Linked DNA regions of Rattus norvegicus: region 1 is linked to region 2. A link is a contact called in public Hi-C data. All regions are on one chromosome and are shown on one strand. Each heading gives the region's core, a stretch centred on a gene start, on an enhancer-like site or on the middle of the called end of the contact. The rest is flanking DNA. Distances are from core to core; before and after follow the strand shown.

Evidence for each region. Hi-C and Micro-C count contacts between places; a contact is called where the count stands out from the background.
Region 1: a Hi-C map of liver shows a contact between it and region 2, with 3 times the contacts expected there. The contact joins the promoter of Ramp1 here to the promoter of Mlph in region 2. A contact is called at or near these places in 4 of 12 Hi-C or Micro-C datasets (the A7r5 cell line, frontal cortex, liver and 1 more).

The regions. Positions count from the first base shown.
Region 1 is chr9:99,211,848-99,217,206 of GRCr8, forward strand. It overlaps Ramp1 (receptor activity modifying protein 1), which reads left to right and starts at 1,269. Exons shown (of 3, transcript NM_031645.1): 1 at 1,269-1,359. The coding sequence starts at 1,308.
Region 2 is chr9:98,953,176-98,958,290 of GRCr8, forward strand. It overlaps Mlph (melanophilin), which reads left to right and starts at 2,002. Exons shown (of 16, transcript NM_001012135.1): 1 at 2,002-2,130.

The DNA of each region.
Region 1 (5,359 bases), core at 19-2,518, 260 kb after region 2:
CTGCCGGAGGGGATCCAATGTTGCTGTTGAAGTGAGTAAATCTCATAGACCGAAGAGGCCATAGGGCAGCCTCACCAGGGCCAGGTGTCAACGAGCTGCATCCTTTCTGTGTGAATGGGGAGAACCTCATGGCCTAGATTCTCAGCTGCAGACATGAAAGGAAGATCCGAACAAGGCGGGGCTCCACTGTTTTCAGCCATGACTTGCCCTTACTCCCATGTCTGTCAGTGAAAGGAGGCTGGCTTCCTAGTAAGTCTTCACAGGGTTCGAAACTAAGGGTTAGCCCAACCAAAAGAATGTGTTCCCTTTCCCATGTCCCCTTGACTTCAGGACATTTGGAGTCCCCAGGACATAGGTATAGATCCCAAACGTCTGCTTGGCCTGTGTTCGGGATGAATACTGGTTGCCGTTAAGGGTCCTGAGTGTTTGGCCAGAAGGTGGCAGCAGTCTCCAGCCTTGTTCCCTTTCCTCAGGAATGCTGCTCACCCAGCAGTTTCGTAAGTAAACTGGCCCAGCCTGAGTGAAGCTTCTGCCATCGTATGGGGCCGGTGATCGTCTGCCCAAATGCTGTGTGCAGAGGGCAGACCTGCTCAGTTAGTCGGAGCTGCTGCATCCACGACTCTCTAGGTCAGACCTAGCCGGTACTTTGGGCATCTGCCCCAGGTTTCCCATATTGCCGGTGTTACGTAGCCTTTTTTGCTTATATTAACACACCCAAGACCCCCTTACCACTACTGATCCATTCTATGAACAGTCGTGCCAGTAGCCAACCCCAGCGGAAGTCTCACCTTTTTACCTAGCAATTCCTTTTGTCCCTAAGTTCGGTATCCATGCACTCTGCTGCTCTACCCTAGCTGTGTCACCACCTGCTGACAAGCGCACCTTTGTCCCTCCAAGGAGCCTTGTTCCCACTGGTCATCATTCCTGAGGCTCCACTTCTTGTCCTACAGATGTTGGCAGGGCTGGTTTTTGTCCCCACCACCCAGCACCCCACGGGCACAGAAGACGGGACCATGGGCTGTTTGCAGAGCAGACCCCAGGATAGCTGCCGAACAGAGTTAGGTGCTGGGTTGGGGGACCTGGAGACCCTCCAAGGCCTTTTGGCCCTGCAGACATTCCAGAAGGCTCCCCTCTAGTCCCAGCTGCGCTCCAGCCTCAGGTGCCGCCCGCCGGCTTCCGCCCTCGACAGCCGCGGGCGTGGGAGCCGCAGTGGGCCGGGCGCGGTCTCTCCCTAGCTCCCGCCCCCGGCGCGTCTCCAGCGGGCGCAGAGCTCGGCAAGGCGCAGGGACGGCGGGGCTCTGCTTGCCATGGCCCCCGGCCTGCGGGGCCTCCCGCGGCGCGGCCTCTGGCTGCTGCTGGGTGAGTAGCCCGGGCTGCAGCGAAGGTGGTGACCTAGGGCCGGGAGGGCAACACCTGAACGCACCTTACTCAGGGCATGGGTTCCGGCAGGACAGCAGAGTGGTGATAGAGGGGGCTGCACCACCTTCCGCTGCCACGGAGACAAGGTGGCTTGGGCGCATCACCCAGCTGGCCATCCGAAGGCATCAGCAACTTTTGATCATACAACGGGCATCTTGCTTGTCAGGAGGGATGGGGAAGCCGGGATCCCCTGCCTGCACTTCAGTTCTCCAAACCGATACAAGCTCTCTGAGCCAGAGGCAGTTTACAGATGTGCAGTCTTCAACCAGAGCCACAGCTTAGGGATCTCGACACTAACTACAACTGGAAACCTACAGCAGTTGCTTTTCGAGACCGTTATTATCACGGGGATTTTGTGGTTGGCTTGTTAACTTGGCACTTGTTGCTAATAAATATCAGAGGTGGCAGACTTGCTGGGTTTTTGCCTTAGATTGATCAGAAACTGTAGCCCAGAGTGACCAACAAGAACAACCCAACCCATCTCAGTTCCCTTGTCTGTAATGCGCTCAAAATTCGGTCAGGACCCTGGACTGCCATACCTGTTGGACAAAACGGCAGGCACACAGCTACATCTTCACGAAAGCAAACAAAGAGTCGGTCCAGTGTCCCTGGAAAGGCCTGTGGCTTAATGGTTCTTGTGGTCTTTCCCCAAACCCATGGTGTTGGTCAGAGGCACCCACTACACAGGCTCTAGTGCTGGTGAAGGTTGGCCCCTGGTGCTGTTTATAGCTAAGGCAGCAGCTTGGGGCAGTGTAGCGAGTCCGCGGTGACTGGGCAGGAACAGCACTGGAGACCTTCCATTTGCCGGGCAGATCTCCCCTGTGTGTAGTCCTTGCCGAGGAGTGCCAGGTCTGCATTTTAAAAAATCTGTTTCTGTGTAATAGAATCAGAAGGTGGATCTTGACCCTTATATGTGTTGGCTAAACTCGCATGAAAATCAAAACCTTATAATAATGTTGATGTCTTTCTTTGGCTATGTTCAGATCCTTTTGGCGTGATGTGGGATTTTAGCTTCAGTTTCCTAAGAGATGAACATTTCTAAATTAGCAACAGAGGGAGCAGGTTGGGCCTTTTCTTTCTTTCTTCCTTCCTTTCTTTCTTTCTTTCTTTTTTTTTCTTTTTTTCTTTTTTTTTTAGAATAAGCAAATAAATTAAGGTTCTTTACTAGTGCACCAGAGTCTGTATCTTGGAAGGCTTGTGTAAATAGAACATTATGTTTGACCACATGTAAGGACCGCCTGTGTTTACCAAGAAAAGGGCTCTGCTCACAGTCCAATGTCCTGTGCTCCTGACGTAGCCCTGAGCGGCCTGGCTGATGTTATGTCTTGGGAGAACAAACACAACTTTATGAGGTTATCGGTGAATTAATGACTTGGGAGCCCAGCTGCGATGAGCGGAATCACTGAGCTCTCACTGTTCTTCATGAGCCCTGCTCCTGGCCAGATCTCCTTGGTGATAGACTTTGATATCTCTTATGGCTGTGTGGAAGGGTTTCTGTTTTTCCTTAAAGTATGCTAATCTGCAGGACTAAGATCTTGATCTGGGACAGTTTTGTAAACAAGCTGCTTCTTCTCTTAGTCAACCTGCTGGCTTTATTAATAGTTATCAAAATCCCAGCAGACCTGTCTCTTTCTTTTCCCTCTGACTCTCCTCTGTGTGCTGTTGTGTTTATAAAGCATCTCCTGAGAGACCACGTGCAGTTTAAAAAACATTCATGCATAACCATCAAAAGGCTTTGCAGCAGTCAGAAAAGATGAGCTCTGGATACTAGGCAGGCCAGCTTGGACAACTTGCAAGCTCCTGTTTTTGCAAACTTGGGCATGCAGTGGATCAGCTCCTGGATCTTCTGTACTGGAATGCATGCTTTCCTTGTCTGTCATGCTGGGGACCTGGAAAGGGGGGTCCGAGAGTCCAGACTATTTGTTGAACTATATAGTGAAACGGACATCCCAGGAAGTCGGCGTGTGGCTGTGTTGCTGTTTTTATCTGGACGTGGTTCTTGTCTGGAGTCCCAGATCCAAGGACTCCAGCTTGCTAATTGAATCACTGTTTACTTGCTATCGATGTGAGCTTGGAGACAGGGAGGGATTCTTTGGTGTTTGTCTTACTTCCCTGCACGCATGCTGGGACTGTGTTCAGATTGTCAGTCCATCCTGGGACTGCCGACCATGCTGGATTGCAGTAACTTAGGGAAACATTTTAGATGCAATCCTTACATGGGGTAAATAACTCATTGGAAAAGTCTCCTGTGGCTTCCCCACACTTACCACTAAACGAACCAATTTGATAGTTTCTGTACGAACCCAAGCTGGCATCTGGTAGTGTGTGACAGGGGCGCCACATGTGGTATGAATCCCACTGAGCCAGGGAGTGGCTCCCTAAAGGCTCGCCCTGCCACACCCCTCCCTTGAGCCCGCAGCCCCTCCTTTCTGAGATTCCATGTGCCCTGCTAAGCTGTACCCTCACTGGAGCTTTGGCCTAAGCCTGGCCCCGGAATGCTCACAGGCTGCACAGTCAGTTTTCTGCAGGAGCCCTGGAAAAGGTGGGTCCGTGACCTGAGTGCCAGTTGCCCGTGTGCAGCCTGCGGGCCACAGGCTTCCCACCCTGTGAGAGAAACAGATGCACTCCTCCTAACTCTTGAGCCCCAGTTGGACTCCACCCCAAGAACACATCAAGTTTGAGCCAAATGTCTAACTTTCTATGTGTCAGAGGTCAAACAGTGTCAACACAAAAGACAGCTAGAAGCCTGGTAAATACCTCTCCTTAGCTGTGCCTTAAAGCACAGGACATGCCCCACTCCTATGACAGAGTGATATGCCCTCAAATGTCCATGATGCCAAGGTGCAGAAATGCCCCATTTTAACCAGACCCTCTGCCCTCCACTCTATTATATCTGCTACAACCAGCCACGTACATGGTCGAAGTACTCTTACCCTGAGCGTGGTGGCTCACACGTATAATCCCGGTGCCCAGGAGACTGAGACAGAAGGATTATAAAACAGACAGATTGTACTACATAGTACATAGGGAGACCTTATCTCCAAAAAAAAAAAAATATCAAAATGCTATCAACAATAACAATGGCAAAATTGGGGAGATAGCTCAGTGGGTCTGAGCTTGAATTCCCAGAATCCCCATGAAATCCAGACAAGGCGCTCAAAGCTCTGTCATGCCGGTGCTCCTGCGGGCAGTTGCTGAGAGAGACAAGGGAGTCTGGCAGCTCTCAGGCACGTTCATCTGTGGATGCAGCAGAAGAGCAGCAGAGAGACCCTGCCTCGGTGCAGGAAGCTGGTAAATGCCACGGCCCGCAGTTGCCCTCTGCTCCCACACACGTGTGATCTCAGGGGCACACATCCACACCTGCCGCTGCGACTGAAGTGCGGATTGAAAACACGTAATCTAACAATTATCCCCATGGCATTTAGATGGCATCATGCATTCTAAGCCACTTCGAGATTATCAGGACTGTAGATGGCCAGATGTGTGGTTTGTATGTAAACACCACTCTGTTTTCCTTGAGGGGCTTGTGCATCTGTGAAACAGAGTGTCAGCAAGGTCCTAGAAACAGTATGTGTGGTTCCTGGGGTGGGGTGTGAGTGTGCGTATGACAGACAGAGACAGAGACAGAAAGCCAGAGAGACAGAGAAAGACTGGGTGCTATGTGGGTAGCAGGCTATGAGGAAGAGACCGGGTGAGCACAGCTGGGATACTGAGAGAGCTCTGAGGAACTTGATAACAGGAGGGTTGTCTTGGCACAATTGTTTAGCTATTTTACTGGGTTCTTATATCTCTACCTTATATCTCTAGAAGGGAAAGGGAGTGTAGAGCTCTGTAGACTACCTCCTGCTGATTAGGGATGCCCTCTTTCTTGGGGTAAGTCCAACCTCCATCGCCGTCAGGGTATCTCCAACTTCTTGTCAAACCACAACAGCAAGCAAGA
Region 2 (5,115 bases), core at 752-3,251:
CTGCTAGCACGACTGATTCTGGACCAGACCCTTTGGCATGTCCGTGAGAATGTCATGGAGTCAGGAAGTCTACAAAAGGCAAAAGCTCCCAAAAGTGTCAAGTTTCACTGATTGAATTTCAGTTCTGTAGAAGGTCATCCTGGCTCAGTACACACTGGCACATGTCCATCCGTAAGTCCCCCACAAGTGCCTGAGGGAAACGGGGAGTCCTTTGTGTCACACTCACAACTTTCTATAACTTTGAGATTACTTCCCCAATTTTAAAATTGCTTCCAAATTCTATATACTCTTTGACTCAAATTGAAATTCCACACTTCGTTTTTATTCTGGGGATAATTGTTCTGAGTATATTAGTGGAGGTGCAATCATATCTGTACCATATAAATCACACTCAATACACAATGTTGACATTAGTAGCTACAATGATATCTGTGGAGAAATTATCTTTACAAAAAGAATCTGTCCACCAGTAGACATCAAGCAACCATGAAGTACAAGGCCTATGTCCTCAGACAGGATGCAACAAATTTCTGCTGGCCTTAGTGAGTTTTTGTCAGAAGCTCACCATGTGACGGACTCCACGCTGGACTGTGAGGATTGAGTCCAAAACAACTGACTGCGTTGACTTTATTACTAACACAGGTGCCGGAGAGCAGTGAACCTGAGGGAGGCAGGCAGCCTGCCCAGGGTGAGGCAGCCAAAAAGTCATGCTTCTCCCAGGAACCCCAAGTCAGACAGCTGCTTAATCACACACACACAGTCACACACACACACACAGTCACATATTCAGTCATATACACACATACACATACACACAATCACATAATCAGTCATATGCACACACACAATCACATAGTCATATGCACACACACACACACACACACAATCACATACTCAGTCATGCAGGCACACAGAATCACATACTCAGTCATATGCATACACACAATCATGTACTCAGTCATATGTAAACACACATAAACACACACACAATCACATATTCAGTCATACACACACACACACACACACACACACACACACACACATCTGCAGATGACCTAATGCATGCCTTCTAAGGCTCCCTTTCCTCTTCTGCTGATGGGGAATAAATGCTACTATCACTCTGTCCTCCCTGGAGCTATTTATTACTTATGTCCCTGTCTCTATTTTGCAGATGCCAGAACTGAGTTGTAAAACTCATCCCTAAAGAGTAGAGGGCTCTCTCTGTAGCTCAGGCTGGCCTGGCTGGAACTCAATACTAGCACAGGTTGGTCTGAAAATTTCAGCAATCTTCCTGCTTCTGCCTCCCAAGCGTTGGGATTTTGTGTGTGAACTAGCACACACTTGGCTAAGTGTGCTTTTGTAACAGGGTTAAGATTCTCGTACGCTGGCGCATTGGGCGAGGTATGGTTCTTTCAACGTCCGGGCAGATCTCTGGGTGGAGAGTTATCAGACCACAGAACTTCCGAGCTTTTTTCAGTAGTGAAAGCCCTGGCCAGGCTGCTCATTTGGGGGTGGGGGATGCTTGGGAATCCATCTGAGGCCCTGGAGGACTCGCGACTGGAAACCTTGGGCTTGCAGTCTCACTGACTAGTTGGTGACTTTGGGTAGGGCGCTTTTCTGATCCTCAGTTTCTCTGTGAAGCTGTCTAAGTAATGAGTTAAAATGGGTATTCGAGGAGGTACCGCGTTCCCGGAGGGTGTGGTTTGCCAACAGGTTCCTCCTAAGGGGGACCAGAGCTCAGTGAGGGAACTGAGCGCACAAATCCGAGGTGTGTGCAGCTCTCAACCCGCTCAGGACAAGGAGGCTTTGTCCTCCACACCCACTTCAGCGCCTTTCAGGAGGGCCACCGGTGTCTGCTCCGCTCTTGGCCTGTCCAGGCACCCTGGGGTGCACGGTGAACCCGGAGCTGGGCGGGACAGGAGTAGCCCACGTGATCTGAGCCGCAAGCTGGGCAGGACTGGTGCCACAGCTGACTGGATCCCTGCACTCAGCTCTGTCTAGCTCAGTGCTCCCTGACTGGACACTGGCCTCAGTGCCTGGGGTTTCTCTCTCACGACCTAAGAGAAAGGAGCAGAGGCCAGGACTCACAGAGCCAGAGCCAGAGGCTGAGCAATCCCAGGAGAGAGGCTGGTGAGTGCACCAAAGACCTGGGACTTGCAGAGCTCCCAGGAGAGGGAATCTGGTTCCCGGGAGGGTGTAGCGACACTGAACCCCCAACTCCGGGCTTCTTCTGGATGCCTCAGTCACAGTGGGCTAAACCACTGGGGAGCTCATTTGGGGCTAAATGGTTGGTTTTAATCAAAAGCTTCCTTAGAGCTAAGAGCTGGTGCCCACTGGAGACTTGGACTGGAGCCCAGGGTGAGAGGTTATTTGTACAGAAACTTCCTCCTGGCTGCCCAGCTAGTCTTGGTGCACGAAGGAGGCACCTGCCCTCCTCCAGACCTCTGAAAGCACCAGACTTAGTGGAATCATTTTTAGTTGGACCATCGTTTCCCTGGGCCCTCCTCCTTATTATGAGAATGTGAGAAGGTGGGTGGGCTGTTGGCACCTCGGTTGTCACCCCACTGTGTCCAAGCCTGTGAGGGAGCTGAGTCTCACAGATCTAGGAAGACTCGGTTGTCTGTTATGTTTTTATGCTGGGCGGACTTCTGAGGGCTTTGAGTGATAATGAGGGTTCAAGACTCCCCTAGTTCCCAGGACATACGTCTTGGGAAAAGGGATGGGCTAAAGACCAGGGGTAGCAGGGCAGTGAGGTTGTTGCACCCCTGGGCCTGATGGCTCCCTGGCCCAGATGTTTGTCATTTGACACCCACCCATCCCCCAATTGATTACAGGGCCTTACTGAGACACACCAAACAGCTTTCCTGGCCAGGAGCATCACACCCCACGCCCCACCCCCACATCACCACCACCACCACCACCATTCCCAAGTCTCCAAGGTGTCACTTCTTAGAATCAAATCAGCACCAGGCAGGATGGGGGATCAGTGTCCCATCTCCAAGGTCGGTACCCACTGAGAACCCGGACCCAGCACACGCACGAGAAACTGGCTTTCCTGAAGCACTAGTGACCCTGAAAAGCTGCTGAGAGAGGTGAGGTCAGGAAGGGGCAAAGAGGATCCCAAAGCCTACAGGCTTGTGATAATTTTCCCTCCCCTCAGAGTTGATGCAGGACGGCCATGTGTCCTGGCCGTACAGTTAAAGCAGCTTTTAGGGGCTCACTGTCTTGTTCTTTTCAAAAGCGACTTTTGAAAGAAGACACACACATCCCTGACATGTATATACACTGCCCCCTACCACCGTGGTGCCTCTTAAGTCTAAGATGCCAGCATCATACTGGGTTAGAGATGACCGGAGACCTTTGTCGATAAAGATTGGCTTATCTGCTTCTAGTGCCACCCGTCCCAGAACCTGGCACATCCATGGCTGTGAGTAAACAGACTGGGGAACAACTCAGCATATGCCAGCTGACAGTGGCAGGATTACCCATGGGCCCCGACCTCTCACAGTAGAGACAGGGACACAGAGATCTTGAGAGCAGGAGGGACCTGTCTGGATCCAAGCTGCCTAGGCTCGAACTGGTTTGGAAGCCCAGCTGCAGACTCTGTAGCTGCCCTTGGTTCAGGTCTTGCCGTGGCCTGGAGTAGAAGCTCGGCATGTAGATCAGAACCGATAGCCATGGATAAGTGTGGCTCCCCCAGAACCAATGAGAATCAAGCTGGAAGTGCTGCCAGGCAGCCTGACTTGTAGAAGCCTTTCGTGGTGGCACCTGGCACTTCTGTGGGGGGTGGGGGGGTGCTTCTGAGTGGCGGTATGCTCATCCCTCTCCTAGAGTCTGGAGGCCCCAGTACCCCCTTGGTGTAAGACACACACACACACACACACACACACACACACACACACACACACACCCAGAAGCTCTGGAGACAGCTCCAAAGGAGTCATAGCTGGCACCCCTGTTAACACCTTTATCAGCAGGACCTGCCTGCCCGAGTCGGCTGCCATCGATGAGTTGTTTCCCGGTTTGTTTGCTCACGGTCACAGATGCACCTGGTTCTGGGATAGGTGGCCCCAGAAGCAGATAAACCAGGTCTTTATCTACAAGTTTCCCTCCAGCGAGGCCAAAGTGATCATTCAAGCCTTTAATACATAAAGGCAGCACTCGCTTGAAACCCTGCAGCCAGGTCTGGGTGGTTCCCTCTTAGCTCTCCTCTCTCCTTCCTGCTGGCCACTCATTCCGATGCCTCCCCGCTCCCCATGGTAATCATTAAGTAATGGGGACAGCTGGCACCTCAGCGGTTTGAAACAGGATTAAAGCTAAGCAGTGGAGCAAAGAGAACTTGAGAGTGCTTGGGGGCTCAGGAAGCTCGTGACTGGGTTATCAGCACAGACAAGGAACAGCCAGAGCCTGGAGGCATCACCCTGCCCAACAAGTACCCATCCCCCCTGCATGGCCAGACTCGGGGCAGCCCTGAGCCTTCCAGCGGTCTGGCACATGCCCTGCCCTTTGCACTTACAACTGTGTTATAAGTACAGACGTACAAGAGCAGAGCCATTGGTGAGGAGCAAGTAAGGGATGACCTAGGAGCACTGGCTTGGTGGGAGCTGCAGACCATGCCCGGACAAGGGGCTACCCTTTCAAACCCACTTCAACTGAGCACACCCTATGCTGGACTGAGCTGGGCAGTGAAGCCATCAGCGTGTCCTCAAAATGCCACTGAGCATTATTCTTCATCTGTAGAATGACAAAATATTCATGAGGGTGCCTTGATGAAGCCTGTTAGTTTGTAGACGAACCTCAAAAGCTAATAATTTAAAAACTTAATAAATTTTTAAAAATTTTAAAAATAAATTTTAAAAATTATTAGTCAAGTCAAACTCTGAGGATAAGACAAGAGGTGGTTTCTCCTTTGGCTTTTCCTTTACACTGAAGATTTAAGCGCCCATGGACTTCGATTTCTACTTCAGGGGGCGAGAGGGTGAGAGCCCTCAGCTGAGGGTCACGCTGCTTGTCTGCTCCAAGAATAGCGCTTGAGTGACCCGTAAGACACTTGCTCTAAAACGATGAGAATTCGGGATGAATGAGCCCCAGTCACCCACCAAATAAGAACGTCTT